Regions from separate parts of the Mus musculus genome. Here region 1 is linked to region 2. The links are chromatin contacts, called in public HiChIP or PLAC-seq maps. All regions are on one chromosome and are shown on one strand. The core of a region is the stretch at or near the end of the contact, and the rest is flanking DNA. Distances in the headings are between cores, read along the strand shown.

What was found. HiChIP or PLAC-seq counts read pairs in DNA pulled down with a chosen protein or histone mark.
Region 1: an H3K4me3 HiChIP or PLAC-seq map of embryonic basal ganglia shows a contact between it and region 2, with 4 times the contacts expected there. The contact joins two enhancer-like sites. A contact is called at or near these places in 1 of 15 datasets of contacts at CTCF or cohesin (the NIH/3T3 cell line), 1 of 484 Hi-C or Micro-C datasets (bone marrow-derived macrophages) and 2 of 115 datasets of contacts at active chromatin or transcription factors (embryonic basal ganglia and extraembryonic endoderm stem cells).

What each region holds. Positions count from the first base shown.
Region 1 is chr13:46,005,585-46,008,398 of GRCm38.p6, forward strand. No RefSeq gene overlaps it. Among named protein-coding and RNA genes, the nearest start is that of Gm34991, 14 kb to the right of the region's middle. Within about 2 kb of position 1,362, at least 114 of the 459 cell types and tissues checked have an H3K27ac peak or open chromatin away from gene starts, as enhancers often do. A contact at or near this core is called in embryonic basal ganglia, where this site is marked.
Region 2 is chr13:45,619,069-45,621,768 of GRCm38.p6, forward strand. All of the region lies in intron 6 of Atxn1 (ataxin 1), which reads right to left. Among named protein-coding and RNA genes, the nearest start is that of Gm34582, 95 kb to the left of the region's middle. Within about 2 kb of position 1,358, at least 10 of the 459 cell types and tissues checked have an H3K27ac peak or open chromatin away from gene starts, as enhancers often do. A contact at or near this core is called in embryonic basal ganglia, where this site is marked.

The sequences.
Region 1 (2,814 bases), core at 112-2,611, 390 kb after region 2:
AATGAGTCTTTCAGACAAATCTTGAATGTTCCATTTTAGACTCAAATATGAGTTAAACTATAATTGCCCTTTTCCTTCATATTTGATAGCAGGCCAAACTACTACTGCTGTTACTATTATTGTTACAGGGCTGGGGGTTGAGCTGACGGCTTTGCATGTGCTAAGGCATACACTCTACCACTTAGCTACCCTCATCCCAGGCCTAGTGGATCGAGAAGGCAGGGACTATCATACTACACATGTCCTAAGGGGAAACCCGGCAGGCCGTCTTGTCTTCCCCTCAAGCTCGTACAGACAAATACTTCACCCTAGGAAGAGTCATATCAGATGGCGGATGCTGAGAACTGTACCTATTCTAAATTCAGAGCAGCTGCTCCAGGGAAGACTCACTTAAAAGCCGATTTACAAGTTCAGATAATTTCCCTTGATCCAAAGCCAGCTTCCTTTTAAGGTGGGCAGCCCTGAAGCTAGGGAGAAAAGGGTTCTCGGGGGTGGGGCTGGGGGTGGGGGCTCATCACGTCCTACAGTGTCAAGGTCACACATCATTTCCAGTATTTCTGCCCTCTTCCTCACTCCTTCCTTTCCTCGCTCCCCCTGCAGCCATGCGGGTTTTAAAAGCAAGATGTAGTAAGCTGAGCAGGAGCCAGGCTTTGCTAAAGCTGTGCGTGGGAGCCAGGGACAAGCTTGGCCACGGAAGGCTGATCTGGAATTTGGCTCTGAGTCCTCCCCACTTTGCCCTGGAAAGAGCACTCTCTAGGACTGCCCCTGGGAGCTCAGCCTGCAGCCTCTCCTTCACTTTCATCACTACTTCAGAGGTTTCCACAGGGAGACAGGGCAAAGACCTGCTCTGATTGGCTGCCTTTCTCTGACTTAAGGGCCAGCTCCAGCCAATCAATAGCCTGGACTCTAGGAAGGGAAAGATGAATTGAAACAGGCAAGGCCCTGAAGGGTAGGGGTGAGAGAGAGAAAGAAAGAAAAACAATGTAACCACCATCCAGATAAAACCATGCACACAGTTCTGCAGGGACCCCACTGAGAGAACTGCTGTCTTCTACCAGCAGCCCTGCCTGCAGCCACCAAAGCACCCTCAATGTCTTGGCTTCTGGCCAAGTTCAAACCGTTTGTAAAGTAGGTCATTGAAAGTCACATTAGGCAGAGAAATCAGGGGTGGGGGTGTCAGGAAGGACCTTCAGAGCCAGAGGACAGCTTCATCCCTGCACTGGAGAGAAAAGGATACAGAACAAGGCAGCTGATGGGAGGGACTCCCTAAGTGACAGGTTGTAGCAGATCTGGTCTAGAGGAATACACAGCTGGTCAGGAGATCAATTGCTCTGCACAAGCCTCCAGCAGGACTTGGATGATAACCTTGAATGAAAATGCACTCTAAGGAAGCTGACGTCATCTTTATTCAGCTCTTTGCTCTATGTGTTCAGAGAGCCCATTTCATTAATGAGGGTTTTTTTTCTAGTGAAGCAGCTGGTTTCCTGCCCTCACCCTGAAGAATGCAATTAAAAAATACCTAGATGCATGCAAAATATGCCCTAAATAATAAAAGGAAGAAGATACATATAAAACAAATGATATACCTCCTACCTGCTCTCAGACATAAAACTCAGGCTACTCTTATTCATGCCGAAGTGGGTCAGAAAAGGAAACTCCATTTTCTTGATTACGGAGATGCAAAGACACAAGTGAAATACTTGCAAAGCACGACCTACCTACAAGTGTCCCCTGAAAGTGTCATTTGTTCTCTGTCCCCAGCCTCGTACAGCCTCTCTTCTGGTACAAACTAATCACCTTTCAAGACGACGACAAAGACGACGACTACTACTACTACTACTATTATTATTATTATTTTCTTTTTAGGAAACCACAACTAGCTCCCTCTAAAATTGTGAGCCCAGTCCCTGGGGCAGTCCTAGGCTGGAGAGGGGTGGTCCCAGGCCAGAAAGGGGCCAGATCCCTGCAGCAGTAACTGTAGCCAACTTGATGCACCCAGGAGTGGTGTGGAAAGCACAGAGTCTATCTCAAGCCTATCTCAACCTTCGACCATCCATCATATATAGTTAGCTCAACACATTGCTTTCAGGGCAGTGGGAGAAACAAAGAGGAGAAGGGAGAAAATACACCTTCACAGAATGCCTAGTAGGTATGATGTGAACTACTGTGCAGTTTTCTATTGATTTTTTTTCTTTTTTAATTTAAAACTCATAACAGCTCCTGGGATGGAAGATTTGTTCTCCACTGTCTTAAAGATAAGGAAAGAAGCTTAGAACTGTTACATAACTCACCCCAAAGCCAACAGCCAGCTCCTGGTTCTCTACTCTCTCTTGTCAGCTTTGCCTGGTGAAGTTTTTTAAAGTGTCCAGTGCAGGGCTGGGGAGGTGGCTCAGTGGGCAACATCCCTTGCCACAAAAGCATGAAGGCCCACATTGGATCCCCAGTGCCCACTTTAAATGCCAGGTGTGGAGATATGGCCATAAGCCCAGTGCTGGAAGGTTAAGACAGGAAGGTCCCTCGGGTTGCCTGGCCAGCCAGTCTAGCTGAACAGATAAGCTCCCGGTACCGATAAGTCCTGTCTTAGAAAATAAGCTGGAAACAAATAGAGGAATCACACCTGATGTCAGCCACATGCTTCCACATACACTCACACACATATATGCATACCTATACACACATATGCACATATACAAACACAACATACACATGTGCATGCACACACACATATGCATAGCTACACAATATGTACATATATGAACACAACACAGTCATGTGCAAACACACATGCACACACACACACACACCATTACCAGT
Region 2 (2,700 bases), core at 108-2,607:
ACCTTCCTGCCAGGATCTCTGCTCCCAAAATACCGAACAGTGTCGAGAGTATTTCTTCACCTAAAAATACATGAAGGACTAAGGACTTAGCTCAGTCAGTACAGAGCCTTGACTTACAAACATGAGGGCCTGAGTTTGGATATCCAAAACCCAGTAAAATGGTAATCATGGTAACATGGTAATCATGGTAACATGCATCTTTAATTCCATCCGTGGCAGGATAGGTGGAGGAGCCAGGAGAATCCCTGGAGTTTCCTGGTTAGCTAGCCTGGCTCATCAGGCAAAGTTTCAGTCTAAGGAGTAATTCTATCTCAAACAAAAGGATGATAACAAGGTTGCCCTCTATATACTTGTGTGTGCGTGTGGGCATGCGCGCGCACACACACACATACACACACCTGCAAACAACTGAGAAGCAATGGTCCCTCTGAACAAGGGCCACTGATGTCCATACACCACTTCCATATAGATCCGAGAAGGCCATGGCGGAATGTGCTTTGCAAATTGCTATTTAAATTCAAGATCTTAAGTGTGGCTGACATAAATATCATTGAAGGGAACTGCATGTTATCATAGTTAAGAATTGCACAAGTGATTTTTTTTTTCTCAACCTTTTATAACCATACCAAAGAGGCAGCAGGATGTGATGGCAATCAGAAGAGCTGAGGCCTAGGGTGGTTGTTGGTTCGAATTATAGTTTAGCTAGCAGACTGCCTCATGATCGTCAGTAGCTCATTTTAACATTTTAGGTCAGTATGTAAGAGTTACATCTTCTGTGTTAAAAATTTTGTATGTGTGTGTGCCTGTGTGTCTGGAAGATGAGTGTGGATACCCACAGAGGTGTAAAAGGGCCATCTATACTCCTAGAACCGGAGTGACAGGTGGCTGTGAGCTTCCTATCAAGGGTGCTAGGAACCAAGCTTAGGACTTTTGGAAGAACTGCAGGTGCTTGTACCTGTTGTGCTGTTCATCCCTCCAGGCCCATGGGTTAAGACGTCAAGCCCAAGATCATCTGCATCCGACATCTGCCTCTCCTTCTTAGAGATTGTTGCAAATGCAAATGAAATGATGCTGTGTGTTCCAGCGAACTCTGGGTGTCTGACTGGACCCAGCTCACCCTCATGAATGGTCTCAGCTAGAACGAGAGATTTTTTTTCTACCCTACTCTGACACCTTAGCAATGCTAAGTTCGTTTACCAAACTGCCACACATCCTTCTCCTTTCCTATCTACATGACCAAGACAACAGCATCCCTTAGTAAATGTACGGGCAGCTCCCACATAACGCAGCTCTCGCAGTGACTGATGGAGGAGCTAGCTGTAAATGACAGGCGTTGTGTGCTGCATTTATATAGACTCCCTTCCCAACCTCACTTGACTTTCTTCTACTGTGAGAGCCCTTAATTTTCTTGTCTCGATTAGGCTGGTGAGACTCCTTTGTGAATGGGGGTGGGGGAGGGGCAGAAGGAGTCTGGGCGGCTGAGCTCATCTGAAATCCTTTCACAACAGGAAAGACACCCTAGATAACGAGAGCAAGTGTGTCATGCACTTTCTGTCCATTTTCCATTCAGAGAGATGACAAACAAAAGGGACCAAGAAGAGGGTCAATGGGAACCATTAACTGAACATGATGACCAACATGTGTATTGTTAGCTGTGTTGTCAATAAGTAAGACCCGCCATGAAGCTCACGGGTTCATACTGCTGCAGCAAACTCTGCAAGCTGCTCCTTCCCTAAGCCGGTGTCACTTGCAGTGACAGGCAAACACAGACTCGGTGCTGAAGACTCTGAACACTCACCTGGAACCTCCCCATACCGGCTCTACTACCGCGGCACAGCCTTTTCCTGTTCATTTGCCAAAGATAGATTTCCTTGCTGCAAGGTATGCATACAGATTAATCAGCTAACTCTTTACAGATGAGAACGACAAGGTTTGTTCAAGGTGACGTAAAGTACATACATATGCGATGTCTGCCTGGTAGGAGCTGCTAGGCCTTCCCTTAGTAGCCACCCGCGTCTAGACTCTTGAGTGCCTTGACCCACGACCACAGGCTTGCTTCACTGCCCAATGAGAGATCTTCTCTCTGGACTATGGTGGTGTTTTCGTTGCTGCCTTCAGTATCCATTGCCAGGTCTCCTTCCTCACCTGTCTTTAGCTTCCTGTCTAGCATAGTTCCCACTCTTCCATCTTGTATGTTTGAGAGACGAAGGGAAAGAGAGGGGGAGGAAGGAGGTAGGGGGAAGGAGAGAGGGAGGGAAGAGGAGACTTTCTCTTATAGACTAAGCTGCTTTTCCCCACATGATGGGAAGCTAGGAATATATTAGTATAAACTACCTAACTGTTCTTTCACTGAAGCACATGGACCTAGACCTTCTGCCTAGCTTAGAACTCACTCAGACCTCTGGGACCTGTCCCAACTCCATGAGCAATTTCACTAACTGCTCCCACTCATGCCTTCACTGTCTACTGTGAGGAGATTGTTCAAGGATGGCAGAGTTGAATAAAAGCTCTTTCTTCTGTCTGTCTGTCTGTCTGTCTGTCTGTCTCTGTCTGTCTCTCTCTCTTACACACACACACACACACACACACACACACGCGCCAACAATAGAGTATTGAGAACTATACCAGACAGGAAGCCTTCCAAATGATCCCAAAGACTCACGTGTTGAATGGTTGGTCTTGACCCCAAGACACCATTGT